2 separate regions of the Hordeum vulgare genome follow, and region 1 is linked to region 2. The links are chromatin contacts, called in public Hi-C maps. All regions are on one chromosome and are shown on one strand. Each heading gives the region's core, a stretch centred on a gene start, on an enhancer-like site or on the middle of the called end of the contact. The rest is flanking DNA. Distances are from core to core; before and after follow the strand shown. Region 1 has its middle 140 kb from the start of LOC123402844. Region 2 has its middle 6.3 kb from the start of LOC123406238.

What was found. A called contact is a pair of places that touch in the nucleus more often than the background predicts.
Region 1: a contact with region 2 is called in a Hi-C map of seedling, with 5 times the contacts expected there. The contact joins two enhancer-like sites. A contact is called at or near these places in 2 of 6 Hi-C or Micro-C datasets (leaf and seedling).

Annotation. Positions count from the first base shown.
Region 1 is chr6H:138,769,566-138,774,584 of MorexV3_pseudomolecules_assembly, forward strand. No RefSeq gene overlaps it. Among protein-coding and RNA genes, the nearest start is that of LOC123402844, 140 kb to the left of the region's middle. Within about 2 kb of position 3,391, at least 3 of the 3 cell types and tissues checked have open chromatin away from gene starts, as enhancers often do. A contact at or near this core is called in leaf and seedling, where this site is marked.
Region 2 is chr6H:138,381,426-138,386,746 of MorexV3_pseudomolecules_assembly, forward strand. No RefSeq gene overlaps it. Among protein-coding and RNA genes, the nearest start is that of LOC123406238, 6.3 kb to the left of the region's middle. Within about 2 kb of position 2,211, at least 3 of the 3 cell types and tissues checked have open chromatin away from gene starts, as enhancers often do. A contact at or near this core is called in leaf and seedling, where this site is marked.

The sequences.
Region 1 (5,019 bases), core at 2,141-4,640, 390 kb after region 2:
CCATTATTTTTTATACACACATTTTAGATTTTAAAATGCAAGTTAATCATTTCTCCATACATGGTCAACATTGTTCCTATACACATTTAACAATTTTAAAATGTTTTATTTACATTTTTCAAATAATTATTATTATTTTTCAAAAGCTGTCAACTGTTTTTAGAAATACAGGATAATTTTTTCACACATTGTATATTTTTAATACATTTTTCGTATACATGGTCATCATTTTTTCTATACGCACTTAACATTTTGCAAATGCATGATTAACAGTTTTTGAAACATTATTGAAGTACATTTTCATAATATATATGTTTATAATTTTCGAATTGTAAAAAAAAAATCAAAAAAACGAAAAAAACGAAAATGAAAAACAGGAAAAAAAAACCCTCCAGAGCACCTGGGCCGGATCAATACCAGGTCGACGGCTGACCGAATTACCACGACCCTGAACCACTGGTCAGGTTGTTAATTGTTGTACAAAAATGTTCAACCAAAAAGTCAGAGCAAAACCTTATGAATTTGAAAAAATCACAGTTTCGAAAAAATATCATGAAATTAAAAAATTCATCATATTTGAATACATTTCATGAATTCATAAAAATGTTCACAAATTTGGGAAAATTTCATATATTTGATATCAATTTTGAATATGAAAAGGTTCATGAATTTTTAAAAGGTAACGAATTTGGGAAAAAATGTTAGCAAAATTTTGTAAAATGTTCACAAACCGGAAAAAGGCTACGAAATTAAAAATATCTTTGAATTAAAAATACTTCACAGACTTGAAAACAATTGGTGAATTAAAAAAATGCATGAATTTGGAAAAACAAGACAAAAGCTCATGGATTTGAAAAAAATCACAATATTTTTAAATATTGGATATGCCAAAAGGGAAAACGAAAAAAAAAAAACAGAACCTTACCCAACATAAATATGGGAAACTGGGTGAAAAAATAGAGGAAACGTTGGAAGGTTCCCCAAACCAATGTACTCTCTCCGCTCCTAAATATATGTCTTTTTAAATATTTCATTACGAACTACATATGAAGTAAAATGAATTAATTCACACTTTAAAATAAGTTTACATACATCCATGCGTAGTATGCAGCAAAATTTCTAAAAAATATATATATTTAGAAACGACGAAAGTACAAAAGAAACAAATGGGCCAGCCCACTTAGAAGATAGAACTAATGAAGGGAGTGAAGGTGTGTCATTGTATAGTATGCTATATTTGGTGCTATAAGCACCAAACAAGAATTGAGTTCGAGGCGACCTTTCTGTATCCATAAGTCCCCGACGAGGTGGGCAACTTGAGGCTAGAGTTCAAGCCGGTCGGGATGGATTGAATAGCAACATACTCCTTGACCAAAAGATAGTACTTGCAGTGGAATTCTATTTTGCCCGGATCGTTGGATAATGACCATGGGCACACCCCCCCCCCCCGACCCCACCACCACCTCCCTGCACCTATAATGTTGGATCGGCCCAACTACTGTTTTCTAGGTTTTGAGAAGTTTCAACGACCTTCCCATGCTAGTTTTTTCGTTTTGTGTTTTCTTTATTTTTTTCTGCCTTTTCATTTTGTTCTTCCATTTTTTACATTGTTTTATTTATTTTTATTTTCCAAACAGATTTTCAAATTTTGTGAACAGTTTCACGAAATCTTAATTATTTATTAAATTTCATGAACATTATTTATGGAATCATGAATTCTTTTCAAAATCGAAGATCTATCAGATACCTAATATTCTGCAAATTCAGGAACATTATTTAAAAAGAGTGGACATTTAATCAAACCACATGAATATTTTTCTAAATAGTAAATCATTTTTGGAATATACTAACATATTCTTCGGGAACAATTTATCTAAGTTACGAAAATTTGTTTTCAAATGCATGACAGTTTTTCGAATTCATGTAGATTTTTTAGTCGATGCATTTTTTCTAATCCATATACGACCATTTTTTCAATTGCGATAACTTTTTTTAATTCAGTAACATTTTCCAAACTTGCGAACATTTTTCTGATTTGAAAACTATTTTTCAGACTCATGAATTTTGACGAGTTCGATTTTTTCTAAAAATCCCGACAATTCTATAATAGTCGGACCAGTTTTTAAATCATTTTTTCTTTATAAATGAAATAAAAATATATAACTAAGAAAGAGAAATGCAAGAATAAAAAAGGGGCACCCCGGCCCCATATGGCCGGCCTAAAAGCACGGCAACTAATATATCTTGCAGTCAGCGAGACGGTAGGAAAAAAAAGAAAAGGAAAAAAAAGAGAAGGAAAAGGAGAGAACCAGGGCAATAGAAACACTGCTAGTCACTACGACCACATTCTTAGTTCTAGGGGTACAACCTAATCGACGCAATTCGAGCCAGTTTTCTTCGGCTTTTTTCTTGTTTTATGTGTTTTATTTTCTTTTGCATTTTTTCATTATTTCTTGCATTTGTACGTTTGCTTTTTCATTTTGCTTTTCCTTTTTTATTTGGTTTATTTTGTTTTTTTTCGTTCACTTTTCTGGGTTTCTTTGGTTTTCAATCTACATTTTTTGTATATATCAGCATTTTTTTGGAAATACACGTTTAACATTTATTCAATACCATTTTTATGTACAGTTTCAAAAAAAATCTATACACATTTTTAACATTTTTCAAATGCTTGATTAAGGAAATTCAAATACAAAATTCATATTTTTTAATACATGGTCAATTTGTTTTCCTATACACACTTTTAAACCTTTTCAAATGCATGGCTAACATTTTAAAAATATAAGATTAACATTTTTAATACATGGTTAACTTTTCCTCTATTAAAAATTCACAATTTTCAACTACTTCATTAAATTTTTTTAATACAATATTAATATTTGTTGAACACATGGTCAACAGCTTTTCTAAGCACATAAGCATTTTTCAAATCTTCGTTAACATTTTCATATATTATTTAATAAATTTTCAAATGATTAATTAGCATTTTAAAATACATGGTTAACATTGTTTTATACACTTGTAACATTTTAGAAATGCTTTATTAACATTTTTCAAACACTTTTAAGAACTTTTAATACATGGTTTGAATTTTTTTAATTCTGTGATCAATTTTTTTCATACACAGTTTACTGTTTTGTATAGAATTTTCATATACTTGATAAATATTATACACATTTAATATTTTCAAATTTTTGGTCAACATTTACAAATTTATAATGTAGAGTTACTTTTATAATATATTTATTTATATTATTTGAAAGTATAAACTAATAAAATCAAAAGAAGGAAAACAAATGTGAAAAAAATGAGGTTGTTGTTCCCGAATGCCTGAACCGGCCTGAACCTAGTGAGCCATGTGTGAATTAAGAACTCCCCACCTGCAGAGCGAGTCCTATTCCCAGCATGGGTCGGGGAATAGAGGTCGAACACATACACCACGAACTATCGTCCTGATGTGTGGCCCGGCCATTTCAGATTAACCTTTCCTGACCCAGTTTTTGTTTCTTCCATTTCTTTTTTTTCTATTCATTTTATTTATCATTACCTTTTCATATTTTCCTCTTTTTTCAACGTCGCATTTTATTGGATTAATGAACTTTTTTCAAATTTGCGACCTACTATAACGATCACAAATATGTTTCAAAATAGTGAACTTTCTAGAAAGCCGCAAGAATATTTTCAATTTGTGATTTGTTTGAAAGTTGTGAACATAGTTTGAAATTTGTGGAACATAATTTTAATTTTATGAATATATTTTGAAAGTCGTAATTATTTTTTCAAATTGGTGAACATTTTGCGATTTTCCTAACATTTTTGAAATTTCATAGACATATTAATTTCTAAACCATTTTGTAAAATTCGTGAGTATTTCTTAAACTTAAGTACATCTATTGAAATTAGTGAACATTTCTCGGACTCACAAACATATTTTTAACCTTATGAACATTTTCTTGAATTCGTGATTTCTTTTTGAAACTGAACATTTGCCAAAATCAACAACAGTTTTTTAGTCCGTGATTTTATTTCAAATTCAATAATATTTTATAAAAATCATGAAATTTTACAGAATTAATTAACGTTTTTTGAAAATCAACAACATTTTTTAAACTTTGCACAAAATTTTGAAATACATGATTATTTTTCAAAATCATGAACATCTTTCACACTTGACAGCATTTGCTGAATTCAAGAACAATTTTTGAATGGGCAATCATTGTTAGAAGGGAAACTCTGTGCTCCAGCCGACGGATTGCATGCAGGCATCCGCACCCTCATTCGTGTGTCACGTGTTTTATACGGATTCATCAGCTTACGGTTGTGTAACTTACGGCTTGTTGCAGTTCACGCACCACAACAGCTCTTATGTTGCAGGATCTAAATCTGGATCCCTTAGAGCAGCAACCTCTTGTTCGTGCGACGCGTGTTCTATATGGGCCTACCTTAGTCGTGTTGTTTTTTATAACATCAATCATGGTGCAAAACATCTCTTTCGTAATATCATACGTAGGTGAAGACAAAAGAATCTGCAACATTACCATTGTTGCAAAAAAAATTGCAACAAGACCTTCGTTGTAAAAAAAAAAATCAGCAACAAGGCATGTGTTGCAAAGATTTCTGCAACGAGTCCTCTGTTACAAAAATTCTACAAGAATAAGTTTGTTGTGGTGGTGAAAGTTGCCACTCTGCCATACGAGTGCAATAGCTAAAGCAGCTGTTTCTGCAACACGATGGTTGTTTCAAGATTAATTGTCACGCATTTTCCACAATCAAAGCAGTTGTTTCTGCAACACATCGTTGATTTAAGACTTAATGAGTGGGGAAAGGCACAAGCAAGGTGTGCGAGGAGATTGATCGAACAACCGCCCGCACGTACATCCAACGGCTATCAAGGTGGCCGACGTATATCACACGATTGGCCGGTGGACGCGTAGCAATCCCCAATAATTCAAGACTTTTCCGAAAGTGTAAACATTTTTTGAAATTTCATTTTGTTTTGAAATCCTGAAACAATGTTTA
Region 2 (5,321 bases), core at 961-3,460:
TCTCGAGCTTAGTACAATTTTATACTAATGCTAGTATAAAGTTGAGACACTTATTTTGAGACGGAGGGAGTAGTTTTCAAGTCTTAGACGACTAATACTATAATCCTTTGATCTTGTAATATGACTATATATGAATGTAATCATATACTCCCTCTGTTTCAAAATAACTGTCTTAATTTTGAACTAGCTCTAGTATAAAATTATACTAAGCTTAAGACACTTATTTTAAAGCGAAGGGAGTATATAGACATATGATTAATAGGTATACTTTAGAGTGTAAATTTAGTAATATTACTCCGTATGTAGTGAAAAAGATTTATATTTAGAAACGAAGAAGTATATCAACCGAGAGTATCAGTCAACTGTAGCCACATCCATTATGAAACTATTTTAGATCGGGCGTGTTTCACTCATTCCTGGAGGATGGAGATGTCTTCAGGACAAACCTTGGCCTAGATTGCTTCGCCATCCTCTTTCTTCTGAATGCACAGGCACACAATTACATGGCTGGAAATAATCTGCAAGGCGCAAGCTAATAAAGGCCTAAAAGCTGCGGCCATTATTTTTCATAGACAAGTAGACAAAGTATCACTGTAGTATTTCAGATCACAGTTCACATAATTTAGATGGCAAACATGCACCACTTACGTATCAAAAGATAGGCTTCCATTGAATGTGCCTGCTATTGTGACTGAACAGGAAGCCTAGAGGTCTAGAGGAGTAGCATGATGCTATGTCGCTGTTAAGCACAAACATCACAGCCTTTATTATATGTTTTATTAGTGAACTCAGTGTATGAGTTGCATGCCCTTTCGGAGGCAAAGAATCTAATTGCACATGATCATATTTGGTTAAGTTGTAGTACTACATTATTGTGGCTTCCTCCTATACCCTTTACCGACAACTCAATTACCCAATACTTGATTTGAATTTGGTATAGTTATTGCATTGTCTGTATCGTTCATTTATTCAAAGGTGTTATAAAAAATGAGATCCATGGGCTACACCACTGTGTACCCTTGCAACTAGGCTACTGCCTAGTTCTCTATTCAAAGATGTTATGACTACAACATTTTTATTTCTCTACACATTGTAATTCCCATCATACAGCAAAAACAGATGCATGTCAAATGATATCAATTGACTGCCATTGCCAGGATTGTTTTTGGATGAGCTAACACTTGTGCTCAACAGTACTGACAATCCAATAACAAATGGGTAAAATGTCTTCATGTTAGGAGAGACAGCAATTAAACCGTCTAATTTGAATTTCTGTACAATTAAAGCAAAGATAGGTGGAAGCGTCCAACGAGATTTTGTATGCAAAGTGCTCTCATTAAGATATATGAATGAAAGATAAGTGTAGGTAAGCCTAGCTCACTTGGATTGGGCTCCAAAAGTCCTCAAACTTGAACATGGGCTCCTAATTATTATACTGGGGTTCCTACAAGCTACAATCTTCCTTCATCAAAAAGGAACTAAATAAATAAACAGAAGTGAATCATGTGTGGGGCATAAATTTCATTTTCCTTACCTTCCGCTAAGGAAGCCATCTTAATTTGATGGTATACGCAGGAGGGTAAAACTAATGCAAGTGCAACAAGCCACACACCATTAGAGAACCTCTTGAGAAGCTGGAAAGGACCGAGAGATTTTGTATGAGAGAACACCTTGAGGACACATGAGACATGATAACAAAAAGAATATACTCACACAGAAACAGAAGGAGAAGGCAGGCCAAACAAGACCAAATTAGCAAGCATATACCTTTCATGCAAGTCTGCCTGCCTATGCAAGAGAAACCAGAAAACAACCTCTACATCTTTTGGTGGCTGTGGGAAAATGAAGCTGCAGCATGATCTGATGGAGCCAAAATTCCAAGATAACCCCGCGCAACGGAACACGTTTTCAGCGCATGCTGGACGAGCAGATCATGCTGGCAGCTTCAGTCTCTCACACCAGCAAAGGCGTCCGTCCGTCCGTCGGTCCATGGCAGCAGTTCTAGCAGGAGAAAGGAGGGGGAGATAAGTGGCCGCTACCATGCATATGTACCTAGCTATCTGGGGTATCATCTGTATGGCGGCCTCATATGCGTAGGGTGGGCGAACTTAAAAGGAGAGGAGGAGGAAGAGGGACAAAACCATGGCACGAGGGGTGGGTGTGTGTCCATGGTGGTTGGTGCAAGCATGGTCCCTTTCTTGCCGCTCACACCTCGTGACGCTGCCGTTTTGCCCTCACCGAAGTCGCCATCGCCACCACGGCTTGTTTTATGTGCACTGTCCTTGCTCCCCCGGCCACACCAGAACGGCACATGCATCTCTACGTTTTGCTCTCAACTCCGGATTTTTCGTAGGATAATGTTTAAGAGCGCGGATGATAAGGTTTACAGTTCTGTGTCCAGAACCACTAACTTTGCGCCTTTTTTATTTTTTGGCAGAAAAAACACTAGTTCGCGGCTTAGGTATGACAGGTGGGTCCCACTTTTGTCAACAACGGCATAAGCTAGTCGGATGAAATATTTTTTTTGGATGTATCTAGGACACATCTATATTGACTATATTTCACATGTATCTTGTATACCTAACCCACCTTCTATTTCCTTGTATAATTGAGGTTATGGCCCATCTTGTACATTATAGAGTTAATTACACAAAACCATTACATTTACGGCTAGGTTTGTAGAAAATCACCAAGTCGCTAACCCGTTGCAAAAAATACTGCTTTTCCATTAATTTTATTGCAAAAAGCACTGATCGGATGATTTCGCCCGTTTAATGACTTTCTCACAAGTAGGGTCGGTGTGTAATGAGCTGACTCGTCAAAACATTGATATACAACCCCTGGATGAAAAAGAACAATGCAATCCACCATCCCCGCTCCCTCCCGCGCAGATGAGGCCTCTGCCCCGCACCTCCGGCAACCTGACGCCGACGACCAGCAGGCCCCTCGTGTCGTCGTCCCCTACCTTCACTTCTTCTCCTTCCCTGGCTTCTTCTCTAAAGCACCTCTCTCTCTCGTTCTCTGCAGGATGCCGCCATTGACGAATGAAGAGCTCCACCGCGCCACCCAGCTATCCTGCACTCCTCCTCTGGCCACCTTCGCTTGCCGCTGTCCCGTTTCCGTCCAGATCCGATGTCCAAGAGAAGCACGGAGGCGTCGCCCGGGCAACGACGACGACAACCAGAGCGGCAATCCGAACACCGTTGGTGGATGAGCGGCATGTGCGCGGAGAGCTCCCGCGGCTATTGACCCCCGCACGCGGCGATCTCCCCGCGGCTGGTGGCCCTGCTGTACGCCACCGACCACCATGCGCGCCCCGCACTGGAGCTCTGCCTACGCGTTGCCTACTACGGTCGCCGCGAGGTGCTCGATGCGCGGCTCGCCGAGGGCCTCGTCAAGTGCCTCCTCTAGCTCCCACGCACCGCCACGGCGCCGTCGACATGGCCGTGGTTGGGCCGGTCGTGGCTAGCAACGGCTGGTCCAGGCAGGGGCGACTTGTGCGTTGTTTCCCACGTTGAAAAGGAGCGTGGCGGCGCTCGCACTTGGCCGGATGGCGAGGTGGTTCAGTGGTTGTCCACACGGTGGGGGATCTGATCACTTTTGTTTTTTAGATTTAGGGGCGTGTGTGTTAATTGTTTGCTAGGTCAGCTTCTTAAACTCCGGCTCCACTTGTCACAAAATGATTAAATGGGACAAATCATCTGATCAGTGGTTTTGCAACAACTTAACTAAGATTGTGGTGTTTTTTTTGCAACAGATTAGTGACCTGGTGGCTTTCTGCAAATGTGGTGGTTTTCTGCAATTGACTCGTACATCATATATACGTGCGCTTGCACCCGATCAGTACATCGAGAGTTGCATCCTATTCCTATACATGGTATCAACCTAAACCTGATCCTACCCTAGTCGTCGCCGCGCCACGTCTCCTTCGCCCCCCCGCCGTGCCTCCTCCGAGCCGCCGTTGCTACTCCCCGCACTGCCGCCTGGCCGCTCCGCGTCTCTTCCCACCCGCGCTACCGCCACCTCTCGGTCGCACCGCTCCAAACCCTAACCCTACTCGCGCCGTCGGTCCACTCTAGCCACCGCCACCATGTCTTCCTCCGGTCGCAGTAACAACCCCTTTGGCTCGTCGTTCACCTCTGTCTCCGAGATTCTCAACGCCACCCACATACACGACGTTCCTCTGTCCGGTCACGTTCCCATCAAGCTCTCCTAAAAGGAGGCTAACTACTACGGCTTGAAGACCTACTTCAACCTCCTCTTCCGGGAGTACAACCTCGGTGATCACGTCGACGACACCGCCAACCTTGTCGATATGGGTCGTGACGCCAACTGGATGGCCATTGACGCCACCCTCATTCGGTGGTTCTTCCTCACCGTCTCGCCGGACATCTTCCAAACCGTCGTTCGCGACGGGGACGATGCCTACACGGTGTGGACCAATATCAACAAACGCTTCACCGACAGCAAGCTCCAACACATTGCGTTCTTGCAGCAGGAGTTCTTTGGGTGTCAGCAAAACAACCTCTCCATCGATGCCTATTGTCTTCGGCTCAAGACCCTCTCCTATGAACTCAACGACATCGACTTTAAGATCGGAGATGAGGTTCTCCTCTCCACTCTTACCACCGGTCTCAACGAGGACTTCGGCAATGCCGCCTCCAACCTCACCCTCGATCCCACCTTCGAGCGTGGGGTGGCCTATATCCATCTTGAGGAAAGGCGGATGAAGCACGCGCTCACCCGCGCCGTCCACACCGCCCTCTCCGTCGGCCTCTCACGCGGCGGACCAGTGCCCCCCCCGCCAGCTCCGCAGCAGCACCCTCCGGCCCTGTTCCCGCCGTTCCAACCACAACCGTCGTAGCCACAACAGCCGCAATAGCAGCAACAACGCACTAGCGACGACGGTGGCAATGGAAACCGTCGTCGGGGCCGCGATGGCAACCGCAATGGTGGCGGTTCTGGAAACGGTGACGATGGCGGGAAGCCGTGCTTCTCCAACACGAAGGCTCCTCCGCCTTGGGGTGGTGGTTATAACCTCTGGACTAGGGTCATGCACGCCTACAGCATGTCCGTGCCATGCCCCGGGCCCTGGGCCTCTTTGCCCCACACCCTGCGGCGCATCACGCCATGCTTGCCATGCCACAGCCTGGCTACGTCGCACCTTCACCGACTGGCCATGCTGGCCTCCTAGTTCCACCGCCCGCCACCCCTACGTTGATTACGGTGGTCCTCATGGGTATCCCGCGGTGGACCCATTGCTCCTCGCTGCTCTTCAGTAGCCTCCCGCCGCGCCCTACACCGGCGGGGGTGATTGGTTC